2 separate regions of the Sus scrofa genome follow, and region 2 is linked to region 1. The links are chromatin contacts, called in public HiChIP or PLAC-seq maps. All regions are on one chromosome and are shown on one strand. The core of a region is the stretch at or near the end of the contact, and the rest is flanking DNA. Distances in the headings are between cores, read along the strand shown. Region 1 holds the start of GJA4 (gap junction protein alpha 4). Region 2 has its middle 16 kb from the start of SMIM12.

Region 1 (7,097 bases), core at 2,509-5,008:
AGTATTTCCTCTGCGCAGAGTTTCAGTTTTGCAAGATGAGAATGCTCTGGAGAGTTGCTGCACTTAACACGGTGCAAACAGTGACCCAGGAGCGATAGGTGAGCTGTGGAGAGCACAAACGCATCCCTAAGCCAGAGGAGGCCCGCGAGGGGACTTCTGGGAGAAGGGACACTGAGCCAAGTCCTGAACGGCTATGGGGCTGAGCATGTGAGGGCGCTCCAGGCAGAGGGGACCACGCGGACAAAAGCCAGAGTCAGGTATGGCTGGATCACCAGGTGAAAGAAGAAAAGGGATGAGGCTGGAGAGGTGGCCGAGGTCAAGAGGCAAAGGAGAGCCATAGAAGGGCTTTGAGCAGGTGGTGTGTGGTCAGATCTCTGGGGAAGGGTGGAGGCTGGGCTTGGGGAGGAGGGCGGGGCTGGAGGCCTGGAGGCCAGGAGGCCAGAAGACCAGCTGGGAGGCCGCTAAGGTGGTGGCCTCAACAGGGTCAGGGCAGTGGGAATGGTGGGAGGTGTGGGGATCTGGGGACACATCCCAGGTGGAATGGCCAGGTCATGGGCTTGTCTGGGCTGGCCCTGGCTCCGCCTTTCCGGGAAGGGGTGGGGTCACTCAAACCCTGACCTCCAGAGCCCCTGAGGAAGGGGTGAGGGTGAGGGCAGCTCCTCCCTCCTTCCCAGCAGATGGGATCAGAACGGCTTTGGGAGGGCCCAGCCACAGGAGAGGAACTCTGGGAGCAGAGGCTGCAGTGGGGGCGTGGTGAGAACCTGCCTCTGGGGACCTCCGTTCTCATGCCCTCAGGGGTCAAAACTAAGTGGGCGCAGTTGTCAGCTTTGGGAATTCAGGAGGTTTCGCTCAACGTGGCCCTGAGGGACAGGCCTGGAAGGGGAAGACAGCTCAGCCTGATCTGGAAGTCCTGAGGTCAAAGCAAGTCCACCACACTGGCTGTCCTGCTCAGGCTGAAGGCAGGACCCTCAGGGACCCACCCTGGGGCACTGGGAGTCCAAAGATGGAATCTTGGCGTTGAGAAACACAGGATCTTTCGGCCACCAGCCCCAGGTCTCAGACCCCACCTGCCACTTTCCCTTTTCTTCCTTTGCTTTTTTTTTCTTTTTTTGCTTTTTAGGGTCGCACCCACAGCACATGGAAGTTCCCAGGCTACAGCTTCCAGCCTACGCCACAGCCACAGCCACACAGGATCCAAGCCGTGTCTGCAACCTACACCACAGCTCACGGCACCACCAGATCCTTAACCCACTGAGCGAGGCCAGGGATCGAACCCACGTCCTCATGAATACTAGTCAGGTTCGTTACCACTGAGTCACGACAAGAACTCCAATAGTCTGGTTCCTAACCTGCTGAGCCACAATGGGAACTCCCGTCCAAATGGTTTTGTTATAATGTTTTTAGCCATCATCCACTGGAAACCTTTGTGGGTACTAATATGCATATGTGCTTTGACTGGATCTCCCATCAGCCCTACACAATAGGAGCTAGGGCACAGGGCACAGGGATCAACAGCAAAGTCTCAACTTCTAGGCCCTCCTCGCCCGGCCCACCAAAGCCAATGAAGTCAGGACCTCACAGCCACTGATCCTTGGGCCCTTCTTCAGGCTGTTTCTTCTGCCTAGAATGCTCTCCCTGACCGGCTGATGAAAGATTGCTTCACATACTAGAGTAAGGGGAAGTCATTCTAGCGTCTACCTGAGTTAACTTGAATTTTACACTAACTGAAACAGCCTATTTGTGCCCATCAAACGTACACTGTACATCTGCTTCAATTATTTTAGAGAAGAGTGCATTGACCAGAAGTAAAGAACGTCAGGTTAAAAATAAAGACTACATGGGGAGTTCCCGTCGTAGCGCGGTGGTTAACGAATCTGACTAGGAACCATGAGGTTGCAGGTTCGATCCCTGGCCTTGCTCAGTGGGTTAAGGATCCGGTGTTGCCGTGAGCTGTGGTGTAGGTCGCAGACATGGCTCAGATCCTGCGTTGCTGTGGTTCTGGTGTAGGCCGGTGGCTACAGCTCCGATTTGACTCCTAGCCTGGGAACCTCCATGTGCCGCAGAAGTGGCCCAAGAAATGGCAAAAAAAGACAAAAAAATAAAATTAAATTAAAAAATAAAGACTACATGGGCCTTCCCATCGTGGCGCAATGGTTAATGAATCCAACTAGGAACCATGAGGTTGCGGGTTCGACCCCTGCCCTTGCTCAGTGGGTTGAGGATCTGGTGTTGCCGTGAGCTGTGGTGTAGGTCACAGATGCAGCTCGGATCCCGCGTTGCCGTGGCCATGGCATAGGCCGGCGGCTACAGCCCTAATTGGACCCATAGCCTGGGAACCTCCATATGCCACGGGAGTGGCCCAAGAAAAGGCAAAAAGACTAAATAAATAAATAAAGACTACATCATGCCTCCCTTCCCAGGTACCAAGGCCATGCTGACTCGCCCTGTACATGCTGGTCTGGTTTGTCTTTTTTTTTGAAACCTTGAAGGAATGGACCCCTGATGTGTTTGATGTTCTTTGCTCTGACAAGATAACAAGATATAAATTGTGCTGAAATCCACCCTTCTCCAGAGCAGTTCCTCAGAGTTATCTGGGAGGCCGTCTCCCAGGCAAGAGTCCGCAGTTAATCGCAAATAAAACTCTCTTCCATTCCTCTTGTAGACTGTTTATTATTTCCACCGACATGGCTAATGCAGTCTTTCCCAAGAAACATTTCTCACCAAGACCCACCCCCACCCCTACTGACAGTTCTCAGAACTTTCCCCATTTACTCATACCCAAGGGCCAGTACCCTCTCTATTCCTGCCTCCTGCCCCAGCCGCTGAGCGCCCCAGGCCGGAGACCACATCTGGCTGGTTTATGGTCAAATCCCCAGTTCCACTTACAATGTCCACAGCACATGAATGTTCACAGACAGGGTGATGCTTGAATGAACAGCGGTGGGCTCTGCCCACCCCTTTCATTTCCTCCAATGTCTCCCCTCCACCCTTGTTGAAAGGTATTTAAAGGCATGAGCTAAAGATGGGGAGAGTCCACCCTACTCAGTCTCAAGTGGTCCATGGGCATTGTCTAGTGCCCCCTGATTGCATAGCCGGCCCGGGAGAAGGGATGCTGGAGAATTCTGTGGTGGAGAGATCCCAGCTCCCCATAGATGCTATAGGGAGGGCAGATTATAACCCCTCTCTCCCAGCCTGGTTCCCTATGTCCTAACGCGTCTTGATGACCAAGTGCTGCCACCGTACTGGGGTCCACAGCGGCCACCCCACAAATGAGTGATCTCCCTTTGGACTGAGGGCAGTAGGCACCCAGGGTTAAGGAGGATGCCCTTCCTTCATCCCACCTGCCATCTCTCAGAGGCCCTTAGGCCAGTTGCCTGAGATCAGAAAGTGCTGGCTGTTAGCTTCAGCCACTCTGAAAAAAACTTCGCCTCGGAGGACCCCTGTTCCACAGACAAAGAAGCTGAGGCTAGGAGAGTTTGCTGGCTGGAAGACGGTGGAGAGCAGAAGGGAAAGGTGGAGGTTTCTCATCCTTTTCATCCCCCCCACCCGACGCCCCGACCCCAACTCCCGGTGCAACCTCCCAGGCCCCTTCCTTGAGTGGCTTCAGGGAGCCTGCATCTCCCGTCCCTCCCCGCTGGGAACAGCGCCCGCCGCCCTCCCGCCGCTTCCTGCCCCTACCCCGCCCCGCGCGCTATTTAAGGCGCCCCTGCCGCCAGGCGCCGTCCAGCAGGGCTCCCGCGGGCGCCGCTCCGGCCGTCGTGTGTCCGCACCGCCACCTGGGCCGCGGAGCAGGCAGGCAGGAGGTGAGTGGGGCTAGGGGGCTGGGGTGCCAACTCCAGCGGAGGGCAGGCAGGAATCGGCTGCCACCTGCCACAGGCTAAGGGTTGCTGCTGGGGGAACCCACGGCCGCCACGCTCACCCAGCTTGCCTGGGCCATCCTCTGTGCTAAACCAGCTTCCCATCTGCTTTCATTGTATCCTTATAACCCTAGGAGGTAGGGATATTGTTATTTCCGTTTTACAGGAGAGGAGACTGCGGTGCTAAGAGGTATCACTTATCCAAGGTCCCCATTAGTAGGAAAGTCATGATTTGAACCCAGGTCTGGCTCCAGCCCTGATCTAAACCAGCTTTGCTCTCTCGGAAAAGAAGCGCCTTCCCCTCCCCTTTGCCCTACCTTCCTCCCCCCACTCTCCCCCTGATGTCCTGGGAACTTTGTGGCCCATGCCTCCACCCTGCTATGACAGTTCCTTTCAAGAGTCTAGAATTTGGCAGCAATAGCTTTGGTAGGGGGAGGGGATGGAGATAGGGGACCCGATCCAGTGTCGGTCCTTAAACGGCAGGTGGTCACTATTGCTGACAGGTGGAGCTAATGCAGGAGGCAGCCTGGAGTGTCTAACGTGCCTTCATGCCGCCCCCCCCAACAAACTCAGAGGTTAGAGTGAGGTCAACTGGGTGAGGACTGACTCAGAAGGGAGCCAGGATGTGAGGCTTTGAGCCCCCTGAGAAGCTGAAGATAGCACCACCCCCACCCCCACTGTCTGGGGACAGCCTGTCCTGGGCAAAAGGGGGGAGGGGCATGGCACAGCTGTGTGACCTTGGATAAGTTCCTCCAATTCTCTGTTCCCTTAGGCTTGATTCAGATCTCCTTGGGCTGTGGTCGTCCTGGGACTGCAGCTGGGCACAAGCGGGACACAGATGTGACGAGACAGGGACCTTAGCTGTACCCTTGCCAGAGCTTAGCAAGCATCATAGAGATCTGCATGTAGTCCTGCTGTCTGTGAGCCCCCAGACCAATCTCTTCCCCTCCAGGACCTCCTTCCTCCCCTCCCCCTCCCCCCAGGTAAAACGGGCGTGGCCAGTCTCTTCCCCCCACCCACCCCCAGCCGGGCTTGTTGCTAGGACAGCTGAAAAGGATGCCTCGCTGACCGTGTCCCCTGTCTCCCTGCAGACAGAGGCCCAGGAGCCATGGGCGACTGGGGCTTCCTTGAGAAGCTGCTGGACCAGGTCCAGGAGCACTCGACCGTGGTGGGCAAGATCTGGCTGACGGTCCTGTTCATCTTCCGCATCCTCATCCTGGGCCTGGCGGGCGAGTCGGTGTGGGGCGATGAGCAGTCGGACTTCGAGTGTAACACTGCCCAGCCAGGCTGCACCAACGTGTGCTACGACCAGGCCTTCCCCATCTCCCACATCCGCTACTGGGTGCTGCAGTTCCTCTTCGTCAGCACGCCCACCCTGGTCTACCTGGGCCACGTCATTTACCTGTCTCGGCGCGAGGAGCGGCTGCGGCAGAAGGAAGGGGAGCTGCGGGCGCTGCCAGCCAAGGACCCACGCGTGGAACGGGCGCTGGCAGCCATAGAGCGACAGATGGCCAAGATCTCAGTGGCCGAGGATGGTCACCTGCGAATCCGAGGGGCCCTGATGGGCACCTATGTGGCCAGCGTGCTCTGCAAGAGTGTGCTAGAGGCAGGCTTCCTGTATGGCCAGTGGCGTCTCTATGGCTGGACCATGGAGCCCGTGTTTGTGTGCCAGCGCTCACCCTGTCCCTACCTCGTAGACTGCTTCGTCTCACGCCCCACAGAGAAGACCATTTTCATCATCTTCATGCTGGTGGTCGGACTCATCTCCCTGGTGCTCAACCTGCTGGAGCTGGCGTACCTGCTGTGCCGCTGCCTCAGCCGGGGCATCAGGGCCCGGAGGGACCAGGACACACCCCCCGCCCAGGGCACCTCCTCGGAGCCTTACGCTGACCAGGTCTTCTTCTACCTCCCCATGGGCGAGGGCCCCTCATCCCCGCCGTGCCCCACCTACAACGGGCTCTCGTCCAGTGAGCAGAACTGGGCCAACCTGACTACGGAGGAGAGGCTGGCATCTTCCAGACCCCCCCTCTTCCTGGACCCACCCCCCCAGAGTGGCCGGAAACCCCCCAGTCGCCCCAGCAGCTCTGCTTCCAAGAAACAGTACGTGTAAGGGCCTGGGGTTATGTCACCCCGCGGTGGGCCCGGGGACGTCTTGCTGCCTTTGATGTCCCCTCCTTGAAGGCTCTGCAGAGGTGAACTGGGGCTAGGGGAAGCAGCTGCGTACTGGGCATAGGGCCTCGCTGCATGTTGTTCCTGAACACCTGGGGTCTTCCAGGTGACCAGAGAGCACCACAGCTTCCCCTCCAGAACGCGGCCTGCCCCGGGCACAGACAGAGCCAGCGTGGGGTGCTCTTGGCCATGGGTGTTTGAACCTTTTGGTCTCTTTCACCTGGTTTAGAGGGACTTGGAGACAATTTACCCCACCCCCACGGAAGAGTCACCTTTGCCCAGTTGTCCACACACCCTGTTCTCCTAGGAAAAGGCTGGTCGAGGCTGCTGGGTCGGCCTTGACCATATACACAGACAGAGCCTGTGCTGGATCTGGCCCTGTCAAGGGGACCAGGGTCTTGTTCTCATCACTCCTTCCTAGTTCCACTGTTTATCCTTCTAAAATAAACAGGACTTGATCACAAGCAAGGTGTGTACTGATAGTGTCGTGATGTGCCTTGGGGTGGGGGTTGGGAGGACAGTGGCTTTGCCCAGGCTTTCTTTGCAGGCCTGGATAATCTGTCTTTAACCTCTGCAACTGCAACTCCAACTCCAGGCAGCACCTTAAACCCGCAAACCCGGGAGTTCCTGTTGTAGCTCAGTGGGTTACAAACCGACTAGTATCCATGAGAATGCTGGTTTGATCCCTGGCCTCTCTCAGTGGGTTAAGGATCCGGCATTGCCCTGAACTGTGGTGTAGGTCAAAGACGTGACTCGGATCCCACATTGCTGTGGCTGTGGCTACAGTTCCGATTTGACCCCTAGCCTGGGAACTTCCATATGCCTTGGGTGCGACCCTAAAAAGACACTAACAACAACAAAAAGAAACCTCAGACTCGTACATACTGCTCTCACCAGCCCTGAGTCCTATACACCCTGACTTTTTTGTTTGTTTGTTTTTTGGGGTTTTTTTGCCATTTCTTGGCCGCTCCCACAGCATATGGAGGTTCCCAGGCTAGGAGTCCAATCAGAGCTGTAGCCACCGGCCTACGCCAGAGCCACAGCAACATAGGATCTGAGCCGCGTCTGCAA
Region 2 (7,097 bases), core at 1,345-3,844, 51 kb after region 1:
AGAAAAGCACCACACAGAGTCCAAGGCCACAGCCACCCCAATAGCAGAGAGGGCCTTTATTTGACTCAGTTCCCAGTTACCCACGGCCCTGCTCCCCACTAATTTGCTTTCCTCTGTTTATCAGATTCCATGGAAGAGCACACCCCCCGGCTCAGTGCTGCCCCATGGAACACCCCGCGATGACAGAAATGTCCTGCCTCCTCCGCCTAATACAGGAGCTACCGGCCACGTCTATTAGACACTTGAAATGTGCCTGGTGGGGAAATGAAATTTTTTTTTTTTTTTTTTTTTTGTCTTTTTGGTCTTTTTTGTTGTTGTTGTTGTTGTTGTTGCTATTTCTTGGGCCGCTCCCACGGCATATGGAGGTTCCCAGGCTAGGGGTTGAATCGGAGCTGTACCACCGGCCTACGCCAGAGGCACAGCAACGCAGGATCCGAGCCTCGTCTGCAACCTACGCCACAGCTCACAGCAACGCCGGATCGTTAACCCACTGAGCAAGGGCAGGGACCGAACCCGCAACCTCATGGTTCCTAGTCGGATTCGTTAACCACTGCGCCACGACGGGAACTCCCGGGAAATGAATTTTTTATTTTAGTTCATTTCATTTTTAATATCTGTATGTGGCCAGCAGCTACCATACTGGACAGAGCAGTCTTGCCTCTTCCATGTGGTGGGGCAATCAACCTTTCTGAGGTTCAAACACTTAATCGTGTCCTTGTGCCAGGAACCATCCAAAGGGCTCTCTGGGGGCTCCTGAGGCTCAGTGGGTTAAGGACTCAACATTATCTCTGTGAGGATGCAGGTTCAATCCCTGGCCTGTTCAGTGGGTTGAGGCTCCAGCATTGCCATAAGCTGCTGTACATCACAGATGTGGCTTGGATTGGGTGTTGCCGAAGCTATGGCACAAGTCTGCAGCTACAGTTGTCATTCAACCCCTGCCCCAGAAACTTCCCTATGTTGCAGGAAAAAGAAAAAAAGAAAAATAGGGGAGTGGTGGGAGGAGCTCTCTGTTCAAGATAGGGCTGGGGAGTTCCTGTCGTGGCGCAGTGGTTAACGAATCCGACTAGGAACCATGAGGTTGCAGGTTCGGTCCCTGCCCTTGCTCAGTGGGTTAACGATCCGGCGTTGCCGTGAGCTGTGGTGTAGGTCACAGACGCGGCTCAGATCTGACGTTGCCATGGCTGTGGTGTAGGCTGGCAGCTGTAGCTCCAATTCAACCCCTAGCTTGAGAACCTCCATATGCCAAGGGTGCAGCCCTCAAAATCAAAAAAAAAAAAAAAAAGAAGGGAAGGGAAAGAAAAGAAAGGAAAACGTGTCTACCTGATTTCATCCTCACAGAAACCCTGCAAGGCAATACAATTATCTTCACCTGACAAAGAGACTGAGACTCAGAAAAATCTAATAACTTGCCTTGGGTCACACAGTTAATTAGGGCCAGAGTCAAGGTTTGGAGCCCCATGTCTGACTCCAAAGTCTGTGGTTTTCCACTTCATCATGTGGCTGAGGAAGAAAGTGCCCTTCCTGGCCCTGACGGGTGAGAGCTGGGCAGGGCAACGCCGTGGGCTGCTGGATGGTGCTCTAACTGGCCTCTTCCTGAGCCAGGTCTGCCCTGTTGCAACTTCATTACTTGGCCTGAAATGCATTTCTAGAACTCCGACACACCCAGATCCACACATAAGGCCAAAGGCACTCGGCCAAAGAAAAATTATCTGCTTCTGCGCCTTCCATTAGTGCAGATAATTAACAGTTGATTTGATATTCTTGGCATAAAGGAAGACAGAGCTGTGCTTTGTTTGGGCTGATATTAAAATACCTCTTCATCCCCTCTGCACGCTGATTTGCTCACTCGCCAGAGAACCAGACAGCAGGGTCAGAAGTGAGCTGGAAGGGAAGGAGAGGAGGGAGGAGAAGGAACTGACGCTTCTGAGACATCTAAGCTCTGCCAGGTACCAAGCTAAGAACTTCAACACATTCCTCAAGTGATCCCCATCCTATGAGGTCGCTATGACTATTCGTGTTTTACAGGAGCAGGACTGAAGCTCAGCGAGGTGAAGCAACTTGCCCAAAGTCACACAGTTGATGGGGCCAGAAGATGACTTCGCTATCCACGTCTGCCTGATGCCAAGGCCATTTTATATCACCCTGGCTCTAGGCAGAGACCTGGAAAACCCACCACTGCTTACGACGCACCTGAACTCCTTTCCAGCTCTACCCAGACCACACCTGAAGCCAGGCTCCTGCTGCAGCCACCCCTTCTCCCAGAAGTTCAGGCTCTATGAGCAGGAGCAGACCCCAGCCCCCAACTCCATTGTGCCATGGATGACAATGAGAGGCAGGCGTCCCTTTCTCACCCACCGCTTTCCTCCCCACCCCACAGGGTGCTGCCAGTTCAGCACAATAGAGCATTCTGTGTCCAGAGCCTCTGCTGGCAGCCATCAGGCTTTTGCAGCCCCCTCCAGACAATGGCAGAGCCCAAAAGCCCTGATGACCGGTGACAAATGTATGTGAATGACCAGCTTACAGGAAGTGGCCTTCAATAGTCCGATAGCTTCCTGCATCCTGACATTGTGAAGGCCCACTTCCCGTGCTGTCTCCGAAAATACAGCGAGGCAGAGCTGGGGGCGGGGGCAGAGGCAGGGCTTCCCTGCTCACCCTAGACCCAGGCAGTATTCAACCCTCTTGCCTAGTGATGCCACCAGCCTCACCTGACCCCTGACCAAACCCCACCCCAGCCCAGGCAGAACAGAGGACCTATTTTTAACGAGTCTACAGCCTTCCTCCGTTACCCACTGCCCACCCTGCCCGCCCTGCCTGCTTCCAGGATCCCAGGCCTTCTGCCGAGAAAGGCTGGCCATGGCTACTCACACACCTCGGGTGCACACCAAACATACGTCCCTGTGTCCCTGGTCACTCGACTCTGAACGATAACCTTCAGTAGGCTTACAAATGCTTATTAGGTCACCCCTTCAACCTTATCTTCCAGAGTGGACAATCACAATTCCTTCAACTTCCTCTGGGTCAAAAAAAAAAAAAAAAAAGCAAAGCGCAGCAAGAAGCTGGGGAGGCGGGGAAGGCCTCTGCTCCCACTGGGCTCCAGCTGGCCTCAGAAAAAGGCTTTCCCAGGTTGTGCCTTCCCACGCACTTTGCCTCCCAGAAGGAGCTGGTCAGAGATCAAGACCACCTACCAACTAGCAGGAAGACAGGGCAAGAGGAGCGCTAATGTCCTGAGCATCTTCTGCGGAGTCAGGCCCTCGGCTTAGCACTTTTCCTTCAATGACCTGATAGTAAATTCTCATGAAATAAGTCAGACAGAGAAAGACAAAAAAAATAAAATAAAATAAAACTAATGAATATGGCAAAACAGAAACAGATTCAGATAGAGAGACTCATGAACTCATCAGTGAGTGGTTATCAGTGGAGGGAGGAGCAAATAGGGGGAGGGGATTAGGAGGTACCAACTGCTATGCAGAAAATAGCTACAGAGATACACTGTACAGCACAGGGAATATAGCCAATATTTTATAATAATTTATAAATGGAGTATAATCTTTTTTTTTTTCCCCTGGGGACCGCACCCTCAGCATACGGAGGTTCCCAGGCTAGGGATCAAACTGGAGCTGCAACTGCCGGCCTACACCACAGCCACAGCAACACCAGATCCGAGCTGAGTCTGCAGCCCACACCACAGCTCACAGCAACACCGGATCCTTAGCTCACTGAGTGAGGCCAGGGATCGAACCCACAACTTCATGGTACCTAGTCAGATTCGTTTCCACTGTGCCACAACGGGAACTTTGCCTGAAGTATAATCATTAAAAATCACGAATCACTCTACTGTGCACCTGAAGCCTACATAACTATGCCTCAATTTAAAGATTTTTTTTTTTTTCTGTCTTTTAAGGCCGCACCCGAGGCATATGGAGGTTCCCAGGCCAGGGGTCCAATCAGAACTGTAGCCAGTGGCCTACACCAGAGTCACAGCAACGCGGGATCCAAGCCACATCTGCAACCTACACCACAGCTCATGGCAACGCCAGATCCTTAACCCACTGAGCAAGGCCAGGGATCAAACCCACGTCTTCATGGTTGCTAGTCGGGTTCACTAACTGCTGAGCTATGACGGGAACTCCCCCCAAAAAAAATTTTTTTAACTGAAGACAAACACAGAGAAGTCAAGTCACCGGCCAGGGGTCACCCAGCTAACACAAGGCAGAGCCATACTACCCGCCCTGCACCTGCCTGGCCCTGGAGACAGGTTTAGATAGAGGGAAAGGGAAAGATACCGTTGCCCCCTCCTCTCACACCCCCTCTAGGATTCCTACCCATATCCAGTCACCGAATGTCCTCCCCTGACTTCCCGGCAAGCCCCCTGGAGAGGGGCAGGGGACTGCACCCACCCACCCACCCGCCTCCCTGAGTATTGTTCTCCACTTTCAATAAAGCAGGCCCTGAATCAGCCTCAGGCCATTGTGGCCAAGAGGTGGGAGGGGGCAGTTGTGGGAAACAGGAGAGGTCAAGAAGTGACAAGCCATTCATTCCCCTTGGCCACCGGGGACCTGAGGGCCTCAGCTCAGCCAGGAGGCGCCCCAGGCCCCATGTGTCCAGGAATCACGGAGAACAAAGACGTCTCTGGAGATGGAAGGAAGGAGGGGAGGAACTTTCCCACCCTCCGCCCTCCACCGCACAGGGGAAGAAAGGCCAGGGGAGAGGCAGTTGGCCTCCCGGGGGTAGAAGAGGACCAAAGCCCTCGGACTTAACTTCCACTATCCTTTCCACCTGCATCTTAGAGGGCGACAGCCTGAGTCTGTGTCCTCACCTGTGACTGCCTTGCAGGGATCTTGGGAGGATTCAGTGAGAGAGCGATGCACCCAGCCCCAGGCTCAGTGGAACTCAGGGAGCAAGCAGGTTTGCCTTCCTCTCTGGGCTTTGTCTGCCTCAGGTTCCTGGGACTAACAAGGTCCACAGCAGAGAGGGCAGCTGCCTTCTTCAGCCCATTTCCAAGAAGCAGGAAACCTTGAAATCCTGGGACTTGTGAAATAGGCCAGGCAGGAGGCATCTGGCCTAAAGCACCATCAGCTCTGCCTCCAGTGCTGGCTTCTGGACCCCAGGGAAACCCATGGCCACATGGACCCAGGGCTGCTGACCCCAGAGGGAGGTACCCAGGACTGGGGAGGGGCAAGGAGCCATGGGAGGCCCCCCTGAAATGGCCTCTAGTCCACTTGATGTCGCTGCATAAAGTGACAAGAAGGTAGGCTCCTAGGTTTGTTATCTGTGGCCTCTTCTGAATCCCAGCAAATTTCTGAGCCACTTCCCCACCCTGCTCAGCTTTTATTCAAAAAAAAACACATACCCACATAGCTCAATAGCTCAAGGGGCAAAGTCTTTACTAGAACATCAGCTTGAGGAGTTCCCGTCATGGCGCAGTGGTTAACAAATCTGACTAGGAACCACAAGGTTGCAGGTTCAATCCCTGCCCTTGCTCAGTGGATTAAGGATCAGGCGTTGCCGTGAGCTGTGGTGCAGTTCGCAGACGAGGCTCGGATTCTGCGTTGCTGTGGCTCTGGCATAGGCTGGCAGCTACAGCTCCGATTAGACCCCTAGCCTGGGAACCTCCATATGCCACGGGAGCAGCCCAAGAAATGGCAAAAAGACAAAAAGACAAAAAAAAAAAAAAAAAAAAAAAAAAAGAATATCAGCTTGAACGAACCCGACCAGGCAGGTAAATCTGCCGGGGAAAACAGCAGAGGTGATGTTTGGATCCTCAGTGCTGTTTCTACCCCTCCCTAGGTGGAAAGGTCCAGAATTGCAGAGGTCGGCTAAAACCGAGGCAGCTGCAGTTGTCACCCTCAAAGTCAGTGTGCCCCCACTGGGAGAGCCCGGGGCCACGAGGCGGAAGGGCGTCCAGGCTCTGATAAGAAGGGGAAGGACAGGACCCATGCTGGAGCCTGCTGACTGTTCCTTCACCCCAGAGACCACAGGCTAATCAGCTCAGAGGGCCTTCCGGTCTAGGGTCCCCACCCTGAGGCCCCTGGGGAGAGGAGGAGCCAACACCAGCCTCACCCACAGGACTGGGCCAACAGCCAGGAAGCAGTGGGCTCCGGCCTCAGGGGGGCAGGGTACCTACGTCCAAGGCTCTGGCCGCTGCCACTCCCCTGTGGAGGTTCCCCAAGGCAGCCCCTTCCACACAGCTACCCTGTCTACCCTCTTGCTATGGGCTGAACTGTGTCCCCTCAAACGCATTTATTGAAGTCCTGACTGCCCCAGCACCTGAGAATGTGACTGCATCTGGAGGTAAGGCTTTGATCGAGGTGATTAAGTGGGAATGAGACCACTGGTGGGCCCCACTCTGCTCTGATCCATGTCTTAAAGGAAGAGGAGCTTTGGCCACAGAGACACCAGGGGCTAACAGCACCCAGAGGGATAGTGTCAGGAAGAAGCAGGAAGAGGGTGGCCTCTGCAAGTCAGGGAGGGAGAGAGGCCTCAGAGGACACCAATCCTGGTGGCACTTTGACCTTGGCCTTCCAGCCTCCAGACTGTGGGAGAGTAAGTTTCTGTTGTTTAAGCTGCCTGGCCCGTGGTATTTTGTTGCAGCAGCTCTAGCAAACTAAGACCCCGCCCCTGCCTCATGGGGGATCCTAAGGGGGGGTCTGGGGGGACTTCCCACCCCATATACTCCCAGCTGAGCCTCCCAAGGGGTTGGTGCCCTGAGAGCCACAATAACCCAGGCAGGGCCCCTTCAGCTCAGCCCCATCCCCTCAACTGCCCAGCTCAGCCTCCTCCAGAAACTCCCATCTGCCTGGAGGCCAATCAGTGAGCCAACCAAGGCAGGGCTGTGAGAGCATCAGGGACCTCAGTGGAGCTGCGGATGCTGTATGACACCCAGGGAGAACCAAGGGACTGGCGGGGGGGGAGGGGGTTGGGGGCAGAGGCTGGAGAGCACCGAGCAACACCAAATGGCAGGGTCAGGGGGGCCCACTCCCCAGCCCTCTGCCACTGCAGAGTCTACAGTTTCTCTCTTTAGTCAGGCACCCCCTTATAGAGACCAAAGATCTGAGTCCTGAAGTGTGGGTAAATGCATGGGATGGAAAAATACCACT

Evidence for each region. HiChIP or PLAC-seq counts read pairs in DNA pulled down with a chosen protein or histone mark.
Region 2: an H3K27ac HiChIP or PLAC-seq map of skeletal muscle shows a contact between it and region 1. The contact joins the enhancer-like site here to the promoter of GJA4 in region 1. A contact is called at or near these places in 10 of 47 Hi-C or Micro-C datasets (embryonic fibroblasts, epiblast stem cells, fetal liver and 5 more) and 1 of 2 datasets of contacts at active chromatin or transcription factors (skeletal muscle).

Annotation. Positions count from the first base shown.
Region 1 is chr6:91,041,672-91,048,768 of Sscrofa11.1, forward strand. It overlaps GJA4 (gap junction protein alpha 4), which reads left to right and starts at 3,759. Exons shown (of 2, transcript NM_001244224.1): 1 at 3,759-3,803; 2 at 4,949-6,490. The coding sequence starts at 4,966. The coding sequence ends at 5,967.
Region 2 is chr6:91,094,002-91,101,098 of Sscrofa11.1, forward strand. No RefSeq gene overlaps it. Among named protein-coding and RNA genes, the nearest start is that of SMIM12, 16 kb to the right of the region's middle. Within about 2 kb of position 2,595, at least 17 of the 83 cell types and tissues checked have an H3K27ac peak or open chromatin away from gene starts, as enhancers often do. A contact at or near this core is called in fetal liver, liver, omental adipose tissue and 2 more, where this site is marked.